Regions from separate parts of the Zea mays genome. Here regions 2, 3 and 4 are each linked to region 1. The links are chromatin contacts, called in public Hi-C maps. All regions are on one chromosome and are shown on one strand. Each heading gives the region's core, a stretch centred on a gene start, on an enhancer-like site or on the middle of the called end of the contact. The rest is flanking DNA. Distances are from core to core; before and after follow the strand shown. Region 1 holds the start of LOC100382095 (Calmodulin-binding protein 60 G). Region 2 holds the start of LOC103639246 (programmed cell death protein 2-like). Region 3 holds the start of LOC103639235. Region 4 holds the start of LOC100191794.

Region 1 (4,920 bases), core at 714-3,213:
CTCTTCGATCCACAGGCAACAACGTAAGACTGTCTCCAGTAGGTTACATATCCTCATTCCTATGTAAACTCCACACTACGAACAATACAGTATACAGTATAAAACAATGTTTTGGTTGACCATATAGGTAGGCTGTTGGACATGGTCTAAAGCGACAAACAAAAGCATGAAAGAATTGAAGTCTTAGATTGTGCTCAACAGTTCAACCAAAAGACTGTTTTTATTGTAGATTATAGTGCTTATGGAGTGAAGTTTAGATATATAGGCTACCCGGAGTATTGCCCAGAAAGAAAAATCGGACCAAAAGTAAAATTCCCACATCTCCAGGACTCCATCCGGGCTACCGGGAGCATCAAGGGGGCACCTCGTGCGCCCTGCGTCTCGTCAGCCCTAGCCGACGATAACCAAGCGCCGCCGCCTCGGATACCATGCGCGAGCTAGCTAGAGAGCTAGGGACAAGGAAAGGGCGCACGCACTCACTGACGCACACACGGCCAAAGCGAGCGCGGAGCATCAGCATCGTATGCTAAAGAAGGTCTCTTTCTGCTCACATGGACGGGGTGTGGCGCTTCCAGCTTTTCGAGGGAGATTTGGAGATAGCACGGCCCCGACGACGAGCACGACCATGATGTCGTAAACATGCCGCTTTCTAGCTAGGGCCAGCAAAGGCGGTTGTAGTAGAGCTGATCCTGAGGCCCTGAGCCAGCCACCAGAGAATGAGAGAACAGGAGCAGAGCAGCGCCTCTGCTAACGCCATCTGCTGCTTATCCTATTCCTTCCTGGGCGCCTGGGCGGGCAGATGCCCTGATCTTGCACTTTCTAGGATTCCTTTTCGGGAATTAGGGGGCAACGAAAATCGAGTTATCTTGTCGTGTTTGCAGGCTGGTCTGCATATCTGCACTGCACATCAACACAAGTTGGTTGGATTTCTAAATTCGCTGCTACTCCAAAGCTCCATCGGGAGAAATCAAATGGCCTGATACTCTGATCATTTGGAGAACCGTTAGATGATCATTCACCTTTTTCTCCTATACATGATCAACAGCTTGGCGTTGGTTAATGTGCATTGACAGCTCAATTGATCACCCCATCAGAGAGATGAAAAGGGAATGCAAATGCGGTATCATTTCATTTTTCGTCTCTCTGTATACAAAGGTCTAGGCACGAGAACTCATCATGAACTCAATGCAATGCGAGAGAGAAGAGCATTTTGCCCGCTTTGTTCCGCTCCGCTTTGCGCTTCCTTTCGTCCCCCGCTCCGTCCGAGCACCTCTCCCGGCGAAAAGCTCTCCTTTGTACCCATCTTTCCTTCAGCCTCCAAAAGCCTACCCGTCGAGGGCCAGACCAGACCAGCCAGCCAGCCAGCCCCGTCCATGGACCATGGCCACGACCACCGGTCCTCTGCTTCCTGGAAGCTTCTCCAATCCAGCCACGCACCACGGCGGCCCGCCTCCCGATGCGCCCCGCCGCTGCCCGATCCATCCCCCGACCCCTCCCCCCCTCCCGCACGGGCACGGCCATGCCCATTCCGACACAGCTAGCTGATAATATAGCTCCGCGCCTCCGCCCCCCGCGCTTTGCCGCTTTCCGGCCTGACAAAATCCCGCGCCCTTTCTGCAGGCGTACGTCGGCACTGAAAGAAAGGAGGAGCCGAGGAGGAGGAGGAGGACGGGAAAGCCGAAAGGAGCTATCCCTCCCTCCGGCCCCGGTGGACGGGCGAGGCGAGCCCTGCCCGCCTCGGAATCTTGGCATTTCTAGGGATTCTGTCATTCATCCTGGTGTGTGGTGAGGTGCGCGCGGGCGGGTGGCTGGCGCTTTTTACTGGCCGAGAGCGTGTCCGTGACGAGACCGCCGACCCCCCACCCCTGGAAGAAGCTTCCACGCTGCTTCCTCTGCTTTCATGCGCCCCGTGCTATTTATAGCCGCCGTGGTCACTGCCAGAGCTAACGGTGCAAGCCGTCGTTTCAGGTGAATTCGAGTGAGCCAAGTGGTCTCGACTCTCGACTCTCTCGAGTGAGTGAGTGATCGCCGCCTCGGCTTGCACGTGGCCACTCTCAATGGACCTGAAGAGGACGCTTGACGTGGAGGAGGAGGTGGTGGACGGCGACGAGGACGAGCTCGCCTGCTGTCCCGACGCCAAGCGCCGCCGGACGTTCGTCGAGTGAGTGAGATTTCCGTGCTGCTGCTGCATTTGCCGCGTGGGCGCTCAAGTCCTTGGCTTCTGAACGCCTGCCGTCATCTTGCCCATTTGCAGTAGCTCGATGCAGGAGGCCATTGGCGCGCAGTACATGCAGAGGCATCTGCCCAAGCTGGAGCCATTTCTGCGCAGAGTCGTAAGCACTTCTCCCCGTAGCTATTTGCACGCCATTATTGAGCTTCCGGAAATCAGGGTGCAGGAGGAGGTGTGCACAGTGTTCTCATGTTCATTTGCGTTCGGAAATCTGCAGGTGCAGGAGGAGGTGCACAATGTTCTTATCCGACACATCGATTCCGCACACAGGTTAGCCTCTACTACGCACTGATTGCTAAGCTGCTGCATCACTATTTAACGTTCAGACTGCCGAGTCCTCGTGGTCGTGGACTACAACATGGCTACATGCCATGCATGCTGGTAGCAGCTAGTTTATCAGAGCTACGGAAACCTTACATTTACATGCCCCATAATTCCATATATTGCCATACCCATACCCATACACTTAGGTTTATACTGACCACTAGTGCCGACAGTGGCTAGAGCAGTATATACTTCTGTTTATTTTCAACTTCGACTCCAGTACACTGGAGTTTACAGCTTTAATTGTTGTAGGAGACGTCCTTCATTCTCTCTCTCTCTCTTTTAAGACAATGAAACAAACTTCCAGTCTCTAAGATGATGCACAGCTAATCCTTCTGTAATTCGGTACCCATTACTATGCTATAGCTGCTATGATTCCTCGAATAATTGCTTTTATCTGTTCCAGTAATTATGCTGTCAGTGCAGTGTTAGGCTTTAACCCTTTAATTAATTTCTGCTTTTTTAAATCTACTTTACCCCGCCACCGCCACCGCCACGGAGCCACCAATGCACCTTTTTGCGTTTTCAGAAGTCATGACTGAACTTGTGTCGTTCTGCAACGTCCAGGCTCCCGCTCCAGCTAAAGACAAGCAGCAAGCGGTACAAGCTGCAGTTCCAGGGAAACCTGCCGCAGACGCTTTTCACGGGCAACAGGGTGGAGGCGGAGAGCAAGCAGCCGCTCCGGCTAGTCCTGACCGACGCTACCACCGGCCAGACGGTCGCCTCCGGGCCCATGTCCTCGATGAAGGTCGAGCTCCTCGTCCTCGACGGCGACTTCAACGCCGACGAGCGGCTGGTGGAGCACAGCGAGAAGGAGTTCAGCGAGAGCGTCGTGTTCGAGAGGGAAGGCAAGAGGCCGCTCTTGTCCGGCGAGGTGGTGGTCGTGCTCGAGAAGGGCGCTGCCTCCATCCGCGACATCTCCTTCACGGATAACTCCAGCTGGATACGGAGCCGCAAGTTCAGGCTCGGCGCCAGGATGTCCAGGGCTAGCTCCATCGAAGAGCGGGTGCTGGAAGCCGTGAGCAACCCGTTCCTAGTGAAGGATCACCGTGGAGAAGGTAATTGAATATAATTGCTCTACACTTGGTTTTTTTTTGTTCAATTCTTTGTCCGTTCACGAGACACGGATAGCGTAGCGTCTGATACAAATTTTGGTTCCTGAACTCGTGTCAGTGTACAAGAAGCACCATCCACCTGCATTAGCCGACGACGTGTGGCGTCTGGAGAAGATCGGGAAAGACGGCGTGTTCCACAAGAAGCTGGCGGACTTCGGAATCCACACTGTTCAAGACTTCCTCAGGAACCTGGTGATGGATCAGTACGGACTGCGCAGCGTGAGAGACTATCCCTATATATACTAGTATATGACATGCATGCATGTACACATCCAGCATTCAGATCATCCTGCTGCGTGTTTGTGTTTCACATGCATGTAATTTCAGTTGCTTGGCAGCGGCATGTCGAACAAGATGTGGGAGTCCACGGTGGAGCACGCCCGGGAGTGCGTGCTGGACGACAGGCTCTACTCCTACTGCAGCGGGCACGGGACCGTCCTCCTGTTCAACTGCGTCTACGAAGTCGTCGGCGTGCTCGTCGGGGGCCACTGCTTCACCTTGAGCGCTCTCACCCCGACACAGAAGGTAAACACGGCTGAAGGAGAAGGCAGACACGTACTGACTGGCAGTCTGGCACACGACGATCGCGTCGCGAACGGCGAACGGCTCCTGACGGGACCTGTTATTGTTTGCAGGCGCTGGTTGGGCAGCTGCAGCAGGACGCGTACAAGTTCCCGGACCGCATAGCCGAGTTCAAGGTGCAGTCGCAGAGCGCCGGCGTGGAGCAGCCACCCGCCGCGGTCGAGTCCCCGCCGTCCGTGCCCGGGGCGCAGGTGCTCGGCCTCCCGCACGGTGTCGTCCAGGTCCAGCCCTCAGCAGGCGCGCCGAGTGCCCATGACCTGCTGCTGAGCCCGCGGCTCCTCCAGCACCAGCAGCAGCCGCTCAGCGAGGCGGCCCTGGAGGACGTGCTGCAGTCGGCCAGCGCCGCGCACCAGCTCGACGCCGCCGAGCCTTGGTTCCCTTCGTTTGGGGCGGGCGGGTTCGATGCGCGGGACCCGTTCGACGTGCAGTTCGGCGGCGGGTCGCAGCCGTGCGGGCTGCTGCTCTCCAGCACCGGCGCCAGGTTGTGACTTGCGAGGGACGTACGTACGCCTCTCGCCGGGCACGCTGTCTTTTCCATGTGGTCCGTGGCGTCGTCGCGCGGAACGAGAGAGGACCCGGCCGGGCAACCGGCGCCGGCGTTTTCGGTTGGATATATGACGAAATCTGCAGGCCGCAGCGGAGCATGCATGGGTCGGGTCGGTGCACTGA
Region 2 (4,920 bases), core at 1,744-4,243, 220 kb before region 1:
ATAGTGGTACCCCGAATCCAATAAGCCTCTTGCCTACGCCCTCACTCTATCCCTAAATCAACAATCTTCTCAGTGCCCACGCTACCCTGATATCATTATGCAACAATAAAGGCTCTAAGTCCCAAGCAAGTTGGGATAGGCTAGAGTTGAAACTCAACATAAACCACAACTCAAGGCTCAGGCACATGGTAGTTGTTTTCCAGACACTCCTATTCAAGGGTAAACCTTTGGGTATATTTCATTCTTTTAGGTCTCCTTTTACTGCCTCTTTCCATGTCAACTTTAGTCTTCCCTTGCCTCTCTTCCCATTGCTATCACACCTTAAAACACTATGCACTAGTGTCTCTATAGGTCTATGTTGGACATATGCAAACCATCTCAACCGGTGTTGGACAAGCTTTTCTTTAATTGGTGCTACCCCTAGCCCAACACATATATCATGTTCCGAACTTGATTCGTTCTTGAATGGCCATTATTTATTTGGTATAGTAGATGTTAATATAATTTTCTATAAATTTGGTTAAAGTTAGAGAAGTTTGAAAGGCAAAACTAAAACTGCCTATGTTTTTGAATGGAGGTACCAACTACTAAAATGAAAGATGGACTGTGGTCATAAACTAGAAATTTGACCAACCTGAAATTCATAGCATAATGGACCTCTACAGTAGCTACATGATGGGATATCAGCATCTGACGGGCACCCGAAAGATAAGGCCCATAGAGGTTTAGCATTTGGTTCTCGACAATACCTGCATAATACACATGTTATGTTTAGCATTTAGTTCTCAACAGTACCTGCATAATACACATGTTATGCACAATATTGGCAACATTTCTTTTTTTAAAGTAAGTATGCAATGCAAGTAATAAATTCAATAATGACAGGGTCATTTCCCCAAAAATACAAGGCAAAATGTAGATGGATTCACTATAAACATGGTACAGATAGAGAGAAATTACACAGGCAATGAAATATCACCTCAACACTTGATTTGGTGCTCTTGAGACCCGTTCTTGAAAAGACGCCCAGCATTTGTTGTCAGCATCAGCCTACCCAGACAGCAGTAAATAAACAAAATGACTGATGCACAAGCAAAAGCCAGCGGAGATTATTCTAAAGAGAATGAAGAAAGAGAATGGGAACAAAACCTCGAAATGGTCCATCCACGACTGCATCATAGCATCAAGTTTCCCATGTCTTTGCATCACCAATGACTTCGAGTTGTTTTCATCACCACTATCAGAATCAAAAGTACCTTCGTAGTCTATTTTTATCTCAAATTCTGGCCAAGAAATGCTAGCAGGAACTGAAAGTAGACAAAAATGTCAGCACAACACAATTCAAATGTTAAGAGCATAAATAGCTTTAGTAATCCATAGATAATCACCTATTCCTACAGCTGGCAGAACTGAATTTGAAGCAGCAGAACTTATTATCTGGAGGCAATCATTTTTATGACCAGTTCGCCAATGCAGTGCCTGAGAAACAGCAATCAAGAGCCATCAATCTAAAATATAAGCTCGTATCAGCTGTCAGAAACGAATTGATGGACACTAAAGTTTGGCATACATACCTGATGTTTCTCAGAACAGTACCTTGCTTTCTTGCAGCTACTACATATTTTATCACCTTTCCAGGTACCACACCAGTGGCATACAGGAGCTGGCAACAAATAGTTATGCATTTGAAAGAATTTAGTAACATTAAGTGTTTGACAGCCAAGGGACAAGTAAAACTCATTTACCAACAACTAGTAGACAGATTGCAGGATTATAGGCACCGAAACAGTAATTTGACACACAAGAAAGTTTTAAGACAGCAATTGACGTATATTTATGCTAAGTTTACATACTTCCGAATAAACTTCTCTTGAATAAAATTTGCATGTGCCATAGGTCCCTAGACACTCCAAACATAAATAAACAGAAATGTTCCCAAATGAGAAAACAAGGTAGTAGTTGACATGGAGAAAATGTTGCACACTGACAGAAACTACTAATGTAATAAATGACAATGTCAAGAAATCAGGAGAAGCAGAAGTCAGTATCAAACATTTACAATTTCACATATTTATACAACATCTAGTGCAGGATATATATTGTTAACTGTCACTCAACAGAAGACAACACTACCTCCTGGACAGAGTGGTTTGTCAGAGCCATCATGCTTTGGAGGTTGAGCTGAGTAGAAGGCATTATTCCGTGGCAATTGGCACCGGAAAATCTTCACGCTGGAAAACAATCCACTACAAACCATCAAAATCAGAAGATATCTGAACAAAACCATTACAGATACAGGACTTTCATCACCTTCTACATGGATTCCCGTACTTGTGCTTCCATTGTTCATGTTGATCTCGAAGCAAGCATGCCATGGATGGGCACATGAACATGAACAGCGTTCGGTGGAAGGCTGCTACATTATCTTCAATTGGTGCATAAATCTAAACACAACCAAGCCTAACTGTGACCAAGTCGATATCCAAACAATAAGCAGTCGAGTGTGGCAACTTCATTGCACACAAAGAAAACACCTGGAGGACGAACTGCAGAGGCTCGCCACAGAAACCACAGTAGCTGGACTTTCCCGACGGCAAGTTCACCGGGTCTAGCCACGCCTGAACAAAACCACACAGCCCTGGTATCAACACGCGAAACTGTACCACGGCAAGACAATTAACTACTGGAATTTAAGACGGGTTAGCGCGCGTACCGGGATGCCACCGGCCTTGCTGGGGAACAAGTGGCGGAGGAGGAGGCCTGGGTGCTTCGGTTTGCTAAGGACACCAAGAGTCACTTCGGCTTCTTCCTCCTCATCGTCGTCGTCCTCATAATCCGCTTCAGCGGTGGAGAGGCCTGCTTGAGGGGGCTGGTGCGGGATCTCGGTCTCGTCGTCATCGTCGTCCAGGGAGGTGATACGAAGGCTGCTAAGCTTCTTGGTGCTGGTCTCCATTCCCGGCGGCGGCGAGGGGGTCGGCGGGAGTGCTATGGCGACAAAACGGTAGCTGCCTCGCTGGTTTGGTGAAAAAAACCCTAACCTCACCTTTGAGCTACAAAATGAAACCGATCGGGCCAACATGGGGCGACCGAGCCTGAACGGCAAACGGCTCGCGAGGGTGACTCGAGCATGGTTTGACACTTTGGTGCGTTTATCAAATATATAACGTAAATAACAACGATAATAATTTATATTTAAATATAAATAATAGAATTGAATAGGAGGTATCAATTTTTAGGTGTTGTTTAGTTCGGCGGTGGTAACGATAATGTTAAAGAAACTGGTAGACGATGAGACGTGTTGACAGAAAGTAAACTTTGTTTGATTCATTGAGCGTGTAGTACGGAACAGAATAGGGTTTCTGAAAGAGGGGTAACGAGATCCTATAGAGTCATATCCACTCCCATTGTGACATATTACGGGTTGTCTCAACCAAACGGAAAGCAACGACATTAGATAGTAGTGTGAATGGTTACTAGCCTAAAAACTGCAGACCAAACAACACTCTAGTGTAATAATTGATTATGACTGGACTTAAACAAATATAGTTTAACGTTATCAGTTCTCATTATATTACAAATATGTGAATTTGACTATGCGACTCTCACCATCGTTGCACGAATGGGTACCGTCGCTACCGCATTCCTCCACAAAACCCTTACTAGAGCATCTCCAAGAGCTCCCGAGAAGTCTCCCCCTAAATCAAGTTTTTTGGGAAAAACACAAAAACGTGTCTTCAACAGTTCCCCTAAAGTGCTCCTAAATTTTTCGTAGCCCTTAAAACTCCCTCATTTGTAGCTACAAATGAGAGGTTTCTTGGGCTCCCCAGAAACAATATGTTGCTTTAAAGGATGTGTTGGAGAAAGGATTAAAATTTATCTCCACTAATTTTTAGATGTCCCTTAAAATTTATTTTTATGAGTCAATTTATGGGGAGCTATTGGAGACGCTCTTAGAGCAACTTTAAAAGAATGTGTAAACTAACTCCAAACAGATATTAGTAAAGAATAGTGGTTTATCTTACTCTAATAGCTCTCTTATTTTTACCCAAAAAATTTGCGTCTCGCATCCACAACCTCCTCTCCCTCGTATTTATTTAGTTACCATTATTATTTATTCATCAATTCATAAGTTACATGTATTATTTATTCATCAATGCACTATGCTGCTTGCTGAAATGTTTATTTAGTTACATGTGCACGTTGTTTTTGCCAAGGTTCTTGGTAGGATCCATCCTCTATATATGCTTTTTTTGCTTGTATATGCAATCTATCCAGCAAAGTTCCACCATTTAATTTTATATACATGCAGCTTGTACTTGATTATGTCAGATGGAAATATGTTAGCAACAGCAGCTGGCCAGTTGAGGACCTTTGACACTTCCAGCAACAAAAAGATTAAAAAATTATCTGGACATTTCAGTGAGTATCTCTTGCTTTCTCTTACCTATTGGTGTTCCTCTTTTAGGACTACTATTTATAGATATGTACCCTCTTTATCTAAGTACCCATTTTTTTTATTGCATGCAACCATTAAAACTTCATAGGTTTCTGTGAGGAGCATGGGTTTTTTTTTCCAATGATAGCCAGTATGTTCTGTCATCTGGAGTTGGGAAGCGCTATATTGCCATTTGGAAGCTGGACAGCGGGAAAACCCAGAGCTCAAACTGTATCCTGTCGATGGAGCAGCCAGCAATATTTTTGGACTGTAAATGTTCAGACGAAGGAGAAGTACACATTTTGGCTATTTCTAAGATTGGTGCCTGCTATTTCTGGTCTGCAAACGATGTGGATGACCTGCGTAATAAGAAGCCGACCAAGATCATATTAGCTGAGTCATCTGTGTCAACAGTTCATCAGGCATTCTCCATATTTGCCGCAAAACTTCAAGGAGTGGATGGACCTAATTCTGCCCATGTCCTA
Region 3 (4,920 bases), core at 717-3,216, 170 kb after region 1:
AACCACGTCGTCATCCTAACTGCTCCGTTGAGACTGACGAGTCTAGCATTGTATTCTTGCCATACGGCAGACCTAGAGGGCATTCTCCGACAAGCGACCGTCGAGAGCTCGGCATGGTCCACGCTCATGCATAGCAATGGTGACATCGTTGCGGGATCCATGCCACGATCGACTCGGTCCTCCTAAAGGACGCTGACATTCATGGTACTAGTACAACGCAATTCACGCCTTCTTCAACTCTAGGATTCGAAATATTTCAAGACCAAAGGAGCAAGTAGCAAGCCAAATACTAGTTTTTAAGTTCCACCATAGAAAACTTACCCAAGCGTCTAAATTAGTGTTGCTCAATAACTTTAGAATTATTTGTACCATCTATCAACTTATTTTCTCTTTTACTTTTGAGAGATGAGTTGTCAAGTGGTGTTATGCTTTAGTTCGTCACCATAATAGTGTAATACTAGCGTTGGGTTGGACTCGGGGCGAATCCACGAGTGGTAGAGAGGGGCAATGCCCCCTAATCCTCCCTAAATTCTATATTATCTACTAATTTCCTTAGGTAATCATCATATAAATAATGTAAAATACCTCCTAACGCCCTTTCTCAATCTAATTTGTCCCTCCCAAACTCTAATCCTGGTTTCACCCCTTGGATTGTGATCCGTGATCGGCGGAAGAGAACCGCTGCTCCCTGCTCCTGTGCCCCAGCCGCTGTCCACTGTCCACCTTCGGACTTTCGGTTAGTTCTCAATCCATATGGATTGAATGAGATTGGGTGAGTTTAAATCTCAAACAAGTCAAAATTTTTCTAAATTTTTTCTAATCCTATCCAATCCATGTATAATGGGAATAACACCTTCGTTCCATGATGGCGGATGCTGCTTTTTCTCTCGAAACCTAGTGGACGCCGAGTAACCTCAGGCCTTTCATCGTTGCTGGCAGCACGAGTTGGAGGTCGACGACCGACACACTCACCTATGTTCCAAAAAAAAGCGTTCATCACGTGCCTTTTTCTGCTCTAAATTTTTATATATATATATATACTTTTTGTAGTTTCAAATAATCTATATGTATTTTAGTTTTACTTATAGACAGAGAAAATGAGAGAGAATATCTATAAAGAGAGGAGAGAGGGGACAAAGGAGCGTCTTCTATCACGATGCTGCAGGCCAGAGGAGGGAACCATCTATACGACATACCATCTCCTTTTATTATAGCAATACCTCTAAGTGTTGAATAGATCCAAAAATTCATGTGGACTTTTTAAAAAGATAAAGATTATTGTACAATAAAGTTTTTCGTGCAACTTGCTATGTAATTAAACTACTAGAAATTATAAAAACCTTTAAAGATATAAATATATTTTACTATTTACTTTACTAACATATCAAATTTTAAGTTCTAATTCATTCTATGTTAAAAGATATAAAAAATTCTACCCGAAATGATAGAATTTTGTTTTTTGGACTGGATATGAAACTCGAGCAAAAAAAACCTTAAATAGCTAATGAAATCACATAAAATTTGTTTGATCTTATCATTAAAAATCGTTACCTTAAAAAGTGTTCTTTTATTATTAGATTACTTTCAAATTTCTCCCGGTTTATAGGAAACAAATAGAATCTTACTAATCAGGTGACTATATTGCTACGACTTTTATATAGTATATTAGTATACTTTGTTTTAATAAAACATAAAAATGTGTGTGTTATGTTGGTTAGTTGGGTGTGGATGTAAAGACGATAAATAAGGTTAAAAAATCTCACATATATGCATAATTTTATGTTGTTTTTGTATAAAATGGGAAAGGTGACGCACCACGATTTTAGGATTTTAGAACTATGGAAATCAGAAAAAAGTGATGCTTTATATAGTAGATAGATAGATAGAGAAGTGAGGTTTAGTTTTACTCTAAAGAAAACGGCGGCCTATCAAAGCTTAAGCATAAACACGAAGCTGGATCGGAAGCCGCCAGCGCTACATCAACACAATACAAAGGTAAAACAAAACGGAAAAGGCAGCGGCGTTTCTCTCCCTCCCTCCCTCCCTCTGCACAAACGCCACGCCGCGAGACTCCCACGCGGTCCGCCCCCGCGTCGTCTGGCCTCGCGATGGCCGCCGCCGCCGACTACGACCGCGCGCACCGCCCGTACGCGGCTCCCGCCCCCGCCGGTGAGTACGACCGCCCCTACCGCAACGAGGTCGTGCCCTACGGTGACCGCCGCATCGACATCATCGTCAAGCCGCCCGCGAGGTCGCCGCCGCCGGTATCCAACAGGGGCGGCGGGGGAGGGGTGGGGTCGGCGTGGTGCTTCAGCGATCCGGAGATGAAGAGGCGGCGGCGGGTGGCCAGCTACAAGGCTTACTCGGCGGAGGGCAAAGTCAAGGCATCGTTCCGCAGGGGATTCCGCTGGATCAAGGCCAAGTGCTCCGAGCTCATCCATGGCTGGTACGGATCACGCCTTCTTCTTCTTCTTCTTCTCCTCCTCCTCCTTCCCCTTTCCCCTTTTATCGGGGTATCCGTTCTTCTTCTCGATATTTTCGGACATAACGGCGATGGCTGCTTTGGTTCCCAAGCATCGGACCTGTCCTTCCGCTGGGTAATGGGACTCTGCACAACAAGTACAGACGTTTTAATCTTCATTGTACTGTTTGTATGGATTATTGGTACGACTGAATGCTAGTCCTTATGCCCCCTCATCATACACCATTGCTTCCTGAAATGGTTTGGGAAGTCACAGGTACATGACACAGATCTGTAGCAGACTACAAGCTCATCAGCACAAGTTGTCATCGTTTTGGCTCACCTCTTAAGCAGCAAGATAGCTTTAGCTCGTTTATCTGATGAAGTGATCATCTGTGATGCACTAGTCGCCTCTAATTTCGTTTTCCCTCTACTTTTTTTTCAGAACCCGGTACCTCGGTGAAATTCTATTGTATTGTATTGGCATGGTGCAAGATGCGGCTACAAAGCGCGAGAGATGGTTGTCTGTTGTTATTTCGCTGATTCGCTCTCAAAATGTGGAAGAGAATTTGTTCTGAGATTGTGTAGAGAACTTTGTTGCCCCCCTGGTTATAGGAAAAGAACTCGATGGAGATCTGCTGAGATTGCTTGTCGCTACCTGCCAATTGCCCCCTAATTCTGTTCAAAAAATGTTTGAAGAAGACTTGAATCCCGGAGAAGAAAAATTCTTTGCACGATAGTACTTTTCTAATATTATCCCCCTGTGCTCATATGCAACTTGGTCGCTGGCCAGGAAAATACAGGCCAGCATGCAACTGCATTTGCTTCGTTTCTTCGTCATTAGCAAATCCCAGAGATGGAGAGACCGTAGCAGATCTTGCGAATTGCGTAGGCGGTCTTTCATGCATTTATTTCGATGAGGAGAGGTCTACACTTAACGCTCTATGATAGGGACATGATCACCTGGATCACGGGAGGGTAAGAAACTTTTTTGTGCCTCAGCGTGGCTTCCTCTTCCGTGTTCTGAATGGAAAAGACCCTCCTAATGGTGTGGTCTTAGCACAAAGTGGCCATGTTCATAGATTCTTCGAGTACTGCCAGGGTCTCTAAACTCCCAAGAGTGGCCAGACATCTCCGCGACTTGTTTGCTTCGAATTAAAGTCAGTTGTTTAGACTGTTGCGGCTATGATCTATAGACAAAAACACTGTATAAACAGTAGAAGTTGATATGAATTAAAGCCAAACAAACAGATATGGTCCAGCTAAATGTAGCTACTCCATCTGTTGTGTACTCCAGATTATGGCATGGTCGATAACACTTCGTGTGAAGTTGGTGGACAACAAGCGCAAATATCCACCGGCTGCACCCACATGGTTTCCAAGCAGGTGTTGCGGCCGCGCGGGTCGGTGCATGATGAGCCGGCGCGAATTCGGCGTCCGGGCGGGCCTTAAACCCGCGTGTGCGCACGTTGGGGATGAGCTGTCCTCAGAGACCTGGAGCCATTCTCATCCTCTTCACCTTAAGATAAATATATCTCTACTCCTATAAACATCAGTTTCCACGGTTCCACCCTCGTCGTGCGTCGTCAAGCAACGTGGACCGTTATATTTTTCAAAAACATGTGTAGATCTTATTTTTCATAACCCAAACTGTTTGTGTCTCTACATTTTTTTTTTTTGAGATTACACAATACAATATAGGTTTTTAAATCCCGAAATATTCTCTTCAGAAGTCAAACCTAAAACCTTAGATGCTACTGAAGCTTTGTAATCAATAAACTACAAGCCCTTTAGTGTGTCTCTACATAACTGAAATGGTCATATAAGCAAGTCTTGTATGTTTTCGGGGACATCCAGCCTGGGCCTTGACTTTCGAACTGAATGTGTTCGGCTTATATGGGCGATTGGGACATTCAGTCTGGGGCCAGTGGGCCTTTACTTTTTCCGAGGTCCTTCGACCTGAATCTATTTGGCGTAGTTGCACTTTTACCTTGTTGGCTTGTTGTGCTGTCCCAGTTCGTTAGTGCGGACAACCTTCTCCTGGCATTTCGTGGCCGCTACTTCTCTGTTCAATGCTAAGCTGGTTTGTCAGATCGATGCCTCGCGCTCGTCATTAGATTAGCGTTTAGCAACTGGAGTACTATATTAGGCCCCATTTGAATACATCCAGCTCGGCAGCTCCTAATAATTAGACCCAGCATCTAATAGGTCAGGTCAGCTATGTCTAGCTAATAACCATCAGTTATCCTAACCCAGCTAATAGCATCTACATGTTGTGAAAAAAAAACACTTCTTCCCTCACACCACTTTTATCTATGTGTATCAATAGCAAATATAACTAGAAGAAGAAGGGCATTAGAGACAAAACGACCAATGCATCTATCTTTAGCTAGTGGATCTAAACAACATCCAACTAATATGTAGCTAGCTAATATTGGACTATTAGGTCAGTCTCAAAG
Region 4 (4,920 bases), core at 1,746-4,245, 170 kb before region 1:
TCCACTCCTCTTCCGTTAGAAACCAAACATCTATAAAACATGAATGGAGTCGCTCCATTCTCGTTCGCTTCTCAACCAAACACACCTTAATAGGATGGGCCCACTTCTATCAACACTTATCGATAGGCCCACAACAAGCTTTCCCAATCTCACATCTCAATCCAGAGATGATGCTTAGCTTGGCGCCGATACATGCCACCGCCGATCCACGCCTCCTCTCCGTCGGAGGCTCCTTGTCATCATCGAGAGCAGATCCATGCCTCCCACGTCGGCATGCGTAGCTCCTTCGAACCTCGCCTCCAGTTGACCACCACTGCTCTCCAACACCATGTCTCTTGCATCGTCGCTGCAACTTCTATCGGGCGTCCTTAGCTCTGCTGCACCCCAGCTCCACCGCTCCCCACTGCTGACGCAGCTCCCCCTCGAAGTTACCCTTGTAGGCTTCTTCCTCCATAGACATTGTTGTGGCAGCAGCTCCCCGCAGACCACTGTTCTACAGCACTTCTCCACACTCATGGTCTCCCATCGAGCATCCTCTTTTGTGGGCTGTCATGGCTGTGCGCGGCGCACCTCTTCCCTGGTGGTTCTCTGCGCGACACTCCCCCCACTCGATCCAGACGTCGTCCTCTACCTCCAACTTCCCCTCTGCATAGATGATAATATGTATTTTTTATATAGTTACACTTAGATATAAGTGTTTTAGATGTACCTTAAGTGTTTATATTAGTAATATCCATATATATAAATAATTAAAAAGATCTCTATTTTCAAATTCGTGTCGTACCCCTAAAATCTTAGGACCACTGTTGCGTACACCTTTGGTTCTTCAAGTGAAGTCGAATCTTCAAAGTGTTCAATTCATACTGATTTTACAGTTCCCCAATGTGCAATCTCTACTTTTTTGATGGAAGGTACCTGCGAAAGGGCCTCTAGCGGCGTTGGTCAAGTGGTCTGAGGCTAATCTCAATACAGGTTTCATGAGATGTTTCATGACATTAATTAACCTTCCATGTCAGATTTTGATATGACTTGGCGGTAGATTTAAGAGGAGAGAGAGAGAGAGTAAACTGGTTTCATCACCATGAAACCTTGCTAACTCGTTTCCAAGACCAGCGAAACACCATGACACAACCATTGTGACGCAACTCGTTTCACGAGGGATCTAGTGTGCAGCGTGGCAATACTCCCGCGAAAAGCTTCTCTTCCTGCTCACGCGTGCATATTCACCGTTACACTTATTTATAAATACTACTAATATATAATAACTTTAACTTTTATATTGCTTTGTTTGAATGAGTTTATCTTCTGTTGACAAACATCCATTCTAATTTATATATGACAACACAATTTTATCGCAAAATATAGTACCATTGCTTGGCTACAAATATACATGTCATATTTGACCATGAGACTTAATAGCATTTAATTGCAGTGATTAGCTTAGAAATAAGTGAGATGAAACTCCCCATTGAAAGAGGGTGTTTCATTCTTCCACAAAGTTGATTGGCCCTTTTGTAAACACTGTTATAAAACTTAGCATTGAGAATAGCCTAAGTAACACCTCTCAGGTTCCGAGTTCGACTTCCTGTGGGAGTGAATCACAGTGGCAGTGTGTGAGATGCGGTGCGGTCTTACCATTGTTGGTCAAGTTTTTTTCAAGGGAAAGGTATGTAAGTTGGTTGTGCAACATGATACAAACATTCATGTGATTATGGATATGTTAACCTATAGAGATCTTGGTAATGTATAGAGATCTCTAATATGGATATGTTTAATATGCACATGTATATGTGTGGACCTCTTGAATGGATCTATTAAGCTAATGCGAGACGTTAATGTTGTGGTTTCTCTGTTTTTTTTAAAATATGCTGATCTGATATTTGTGAAGCTTATACATAAAACTAATGTCTACCTATTGCTACCTTAAAATTTAAAATTCATTTATTATAAATTAAAACTTATTGATTATTTATTTGTAGCCTTTTATTATCAAAACTTCTTCACAAGTATACTAATGATTTCCTCGTTTGACAACATTTTTATTTATCTATTTCCTATTTTATAATATAAATTTATTCTATAAACAAGAGTATTTATGTTGTTTTTATCAGCCACTTACTTGATATAGTTACCGACAATGTTATTTACAGGAAAAAAATTTAAGTCGATACCGAATATAGAAGTTTACATTTTTAGCACCTTAGAAAGAAATGAAGTCTGATTTATTTGAATGTTAGATAAATGAAATTTTAGCACCTTTTAGGGCTAGTTTGAAACTCCATTTTCTCAAGAGATTTCTATTTTTTTCTAAGAGAAAATAAACTATTTTTTCTTAGGAAAATTGAAATCTCTCGAGATAATGAGGTTTTCAAACTAGCCTTAGAAGAAAAGAAAGGTTGGCTTCCTTCAGTGTTAGATAGATAATTCTCTCGTAGAAATAAATTGAATCTCTGACACCACAAAAAATTAAATATCATGGTGCAATAAGAGGCAATTGTAGTGTTAGCCCTATTTTGCATGTCAATTATAATTTTGTTCCTACTTTATTAGCCTTGATATATCTCCCAGCTTTTTGAAACTAAAAAAACAAGTTTATCCCTAGTCGTTATGAGCGCCAAACGGTGCCAGTTCTACTTTAGAAGAACATACTGGGTAGAATTTGCAGTATTTCTTATCCAGTCAAACTTTTAGAAAACTCGCATGTGCATTCAAGTAGACGTTGTTCTTTTGACTTATCCTTCCTAAACTCGTGCAAGTATGAGTCCAAATTGTGTTAAAAACAGACAATACCTTAAAATTATAAGCACAAATTTTGTTACATAATAAGAACGAAGCAACAAACTAAGCATAAAGCAGGACGGAGCGGCAGCGGTAAAACTGGCCGGTGAGTCAGCGGCCAGGCCAGCAGTGGCCCTTGCCTTGCCTCCTCCCCGGCTCCCGTCTCTTCCTCAAAGTGTAGCAAAAAAATAGCCCGGATACGCGGAGTCACGTTGCAAAATCAAACAGAACCGGAGTGTCAGATTCAGAAACAATAGGCAGCAGCTAGAGCAAGCAGCATCGCAGCATCGCAGCAGACGCCACCGTCACGCCACCGCGCCGAGAGAGAAAAGCCGAGCGGTGGCAGGCGAGGGGACGCCTGCCGCGGTGGGTTGGTGGGTGCCGCCTCCGCATCCGGTGCCGCTGCTCTGTTCCTCAGTCCGCCCCCATTTACCTCGCATGGATTCCTGCTTGCTTCTCCCCAACTCCACGCGCCGATCCTCCAACCTCCAGGAGAGCGCGACGCGATCCAATTGAGGTCCAGGAGGTGGAGGGTGCCTGCGCTGTCCGTGTGTTCCCCTTTGTTTCCATCCCAAGCCTGGCCGCGCCGCCGCTGGACGCCATCGCGCGCCTGCACAGCGTCTTGGTGAGGTGGTCGAAGCAGCGGCGGCGGCCGCAGCTCGGGAGACCCGGCGCGAGGAAGCGGTGGCCGAGCCGGCGGAGCGCGATGCTGTGGGTGGCGCGCCTGTCCGGCTTGTTATCCGCCGCCATGGTGGTGGTGGTGCTGTCGCCGTCGCTCCAGTCCTTCCCGCCCGCCGAGGCCATCCGGTCGTCGCAGTTCGACGGCAGCGTCCGCTTCCCGGGACAGATCGCAGGGGGCGCCAGGGGGGTCGCCTTCCGCCGCGCCCCGCCGTTCCGCAATGCCGCCGACTGCGGCGCCGGCGCGGACAACGGCACCGGCGCCAATGTCTGCGACCCATGGCTCGTCCACATCGCGATTACGCTCGACAACGAATACCTGAGGGGCTCCGTCGCCGCGGTCCACTCGGTGGTGCAGCACGCCAGGTGCCCCGAGAGCGTCTTCTTCCACTTCCTCGTCTCCGACCCGGGGCTCGGGGACCTCGTCCGCGCGGTGTTCCCGCAGCTCCGGTTCAAGGTCTACTACCTGGACCCCGGGCGCGTCCGCGGGCTCATCTCCACGTCGGTGCGGCAGGCGCTGGAGCAGCCGCTGAACTACGCGCGCAACTACCTGGCCGAGCTCCTGGAGCCGTGCGTGCGCCGCGCCATCTACCTGGACTCCGACCTCGTCGTCGTGGACGACGTCGCCAAGCTGTGGCGCACCGACCTCGGCGGGCGCACCGTGGGCGCGCCCGAGTACTGCCACGCCAACTTCACCAAGTACTTCACGGGGCGGTTCTGGTCGGACCAGCGGTTCGCCGGGACGTTCGCGGGGCGGCGGCCGTGCTACTTCAACACGGGCGTCATGGTGGTCGACCTGGAGCGGTGGCGGCAGGCGGGCTACACGCAGCGCATCGAGCGGTGGATGGAGGTACAGAAGTCGGCGGCGGGGCGCATCTACGAGCTGGGGTCGCTGCCGCCCTTCCTGCTGGTGTTCGCGGGGCACGTGGCGCCGATCGAGCACCGGTGGAACCAGCACGGCCTCGGCGGCGACAATGTCCTGGGCAGCTGCCGCGACCTGCACCCGGGGCCCGTGAGCCTGCTGCATTGGTCCGGGTCCGGCAAGCCGTGGGCGCGGCTGGGCGCCGGGCGGCCGTGCCCGCTCGATGCGCTCTGGGCACCCTTCGACCTGTACGACCCCGGCGGCGGCGCCGAGGAGTCCCCGTACAAATTCTGAGCTCCTGATTTCTTGCTCTCCATTTACCTACATGTTTTTTTATTCGCAAAAAACAGACTATATGTTCTCCATCCTTTTCTTCTTCTTCTTCTTCTTTTTTCCCCTCTGGGCTGTTGGATTAAATGTTTTGTGTTAGATTGTTCATGTTCGTTCTCGGTGAGCCCTTCTTCCGTTCCTTTTTGATCGCTTTGTTACTAAAACCGCTTGTATCCTACTCTACAGAGCTGCAGGCTTGCAGCCTCATCACCATAAATAAAAAAGGAATAGAGAAATACAGTTTGCAGGTTGCAGCATCCAGTATTTGCGGC

The links. A called contact is a pair of places that touch in the nucleus more often than the background predicts.
Region 2: a Hi-C map of tassel shows a contact between it and region 1, with 3 times the contacts expected there. The contact joins the promoter of LOC103639246 here to the promoter of LOC100382095 in region 1. A contact is called at or near these places in 6 of 25 Hi-C or Micro-C datasets (ear, leaf, root tip and 2 more).
Region 3: a contact with region 1 is called in a Hi-C map of leaf mesophyll, with 2.6 times the contacts expected there. The contact joins the promoter of LOC103639235 here to the promoter of LOC100382095 in region 1. A contact is called at or near these places in 4 of 25 Hi-C or Micro-C datasets (endosperm, leaf, leaf mesophyll and 1 more).
Region 4: a Hi-C map of ear shows a contact between it and region 1, with 2.0 times the contacts expected there. The contact joins the promoter of LOC100191794 here to the promoter of LOC100382095 in region 1. A contact is called at or near these places in 5 of 25 Hi-C or Micro-C datasets (ear, leaf and tassel).

The regions. Positions count from the first base shown.
Region 1 is chr9:142,643,296-142,648,215 of Zm-B73-REFERENCE-NAM-5.0, reverse strand. It overlaps LOC100382095 (Calmodulin-binding protein 60 G), which reads left to right and starts at 1,963. Exons shown (of 7, transcript NM_001174856.1): 1 at 1,963-2,161; 2 at 2,255-2,333; 3 at 2,448-2,500; 4 at 3,122-3,612; 5 at 3,728-3,888; 6 at 3,997-4,194; 7 at 4,305-4,920. The coding sequence starts at 2,058. The coding sequence ends at 4,739.
Region 2 is chr9:142,869,131-142,874,050 of Zm-B73-REFERENCE-NAM-5.0, reverse strand. LOC103639246 (programmed cell death protein 2-like) reads right to left here and starts at 2,993. Exons shown (of 11, transcript NM_001301594.1): 1 at 2,714-2,993; 2 at 2,535-2,618; 3 at 2,311-2,444; 4 at 2,134-2,231; 5 at 1,575-1,663; 6 at 1,389-1,479; 7 at 1,150-1,307; 8 at 980-1,050; 9 at 635-749. The coding sequence starts at 2,953. It also overlaps the pseudogene LOC103639245.
Region 3 is chr9:142,473,029-142,477,948 of Zm-B73-REFERENCE-NAM-5.0, reverse strand. LOC103639235 reads left to right here and starts at 1,966. Exons shown (of 2, transcript XM_008662003.4): 1 at 1,966-2,446; 2 at 2,907-3,212. The coding sequence starts at 2,109. The coding sequence ends at 2,907.
Region 4 is chr9:142,810,125-142,815,044 of Zm-B73-REFERENCE-NAM-5.0, reverse strand. It overlaps LOC100191794, which reads left to right and starts at 2,995. Exons shown (of 1, transcript NM_001137219.2): 1 at 2,995-4,881. The coding sequence starts at 3,485. The coding sequence ends at 4,612.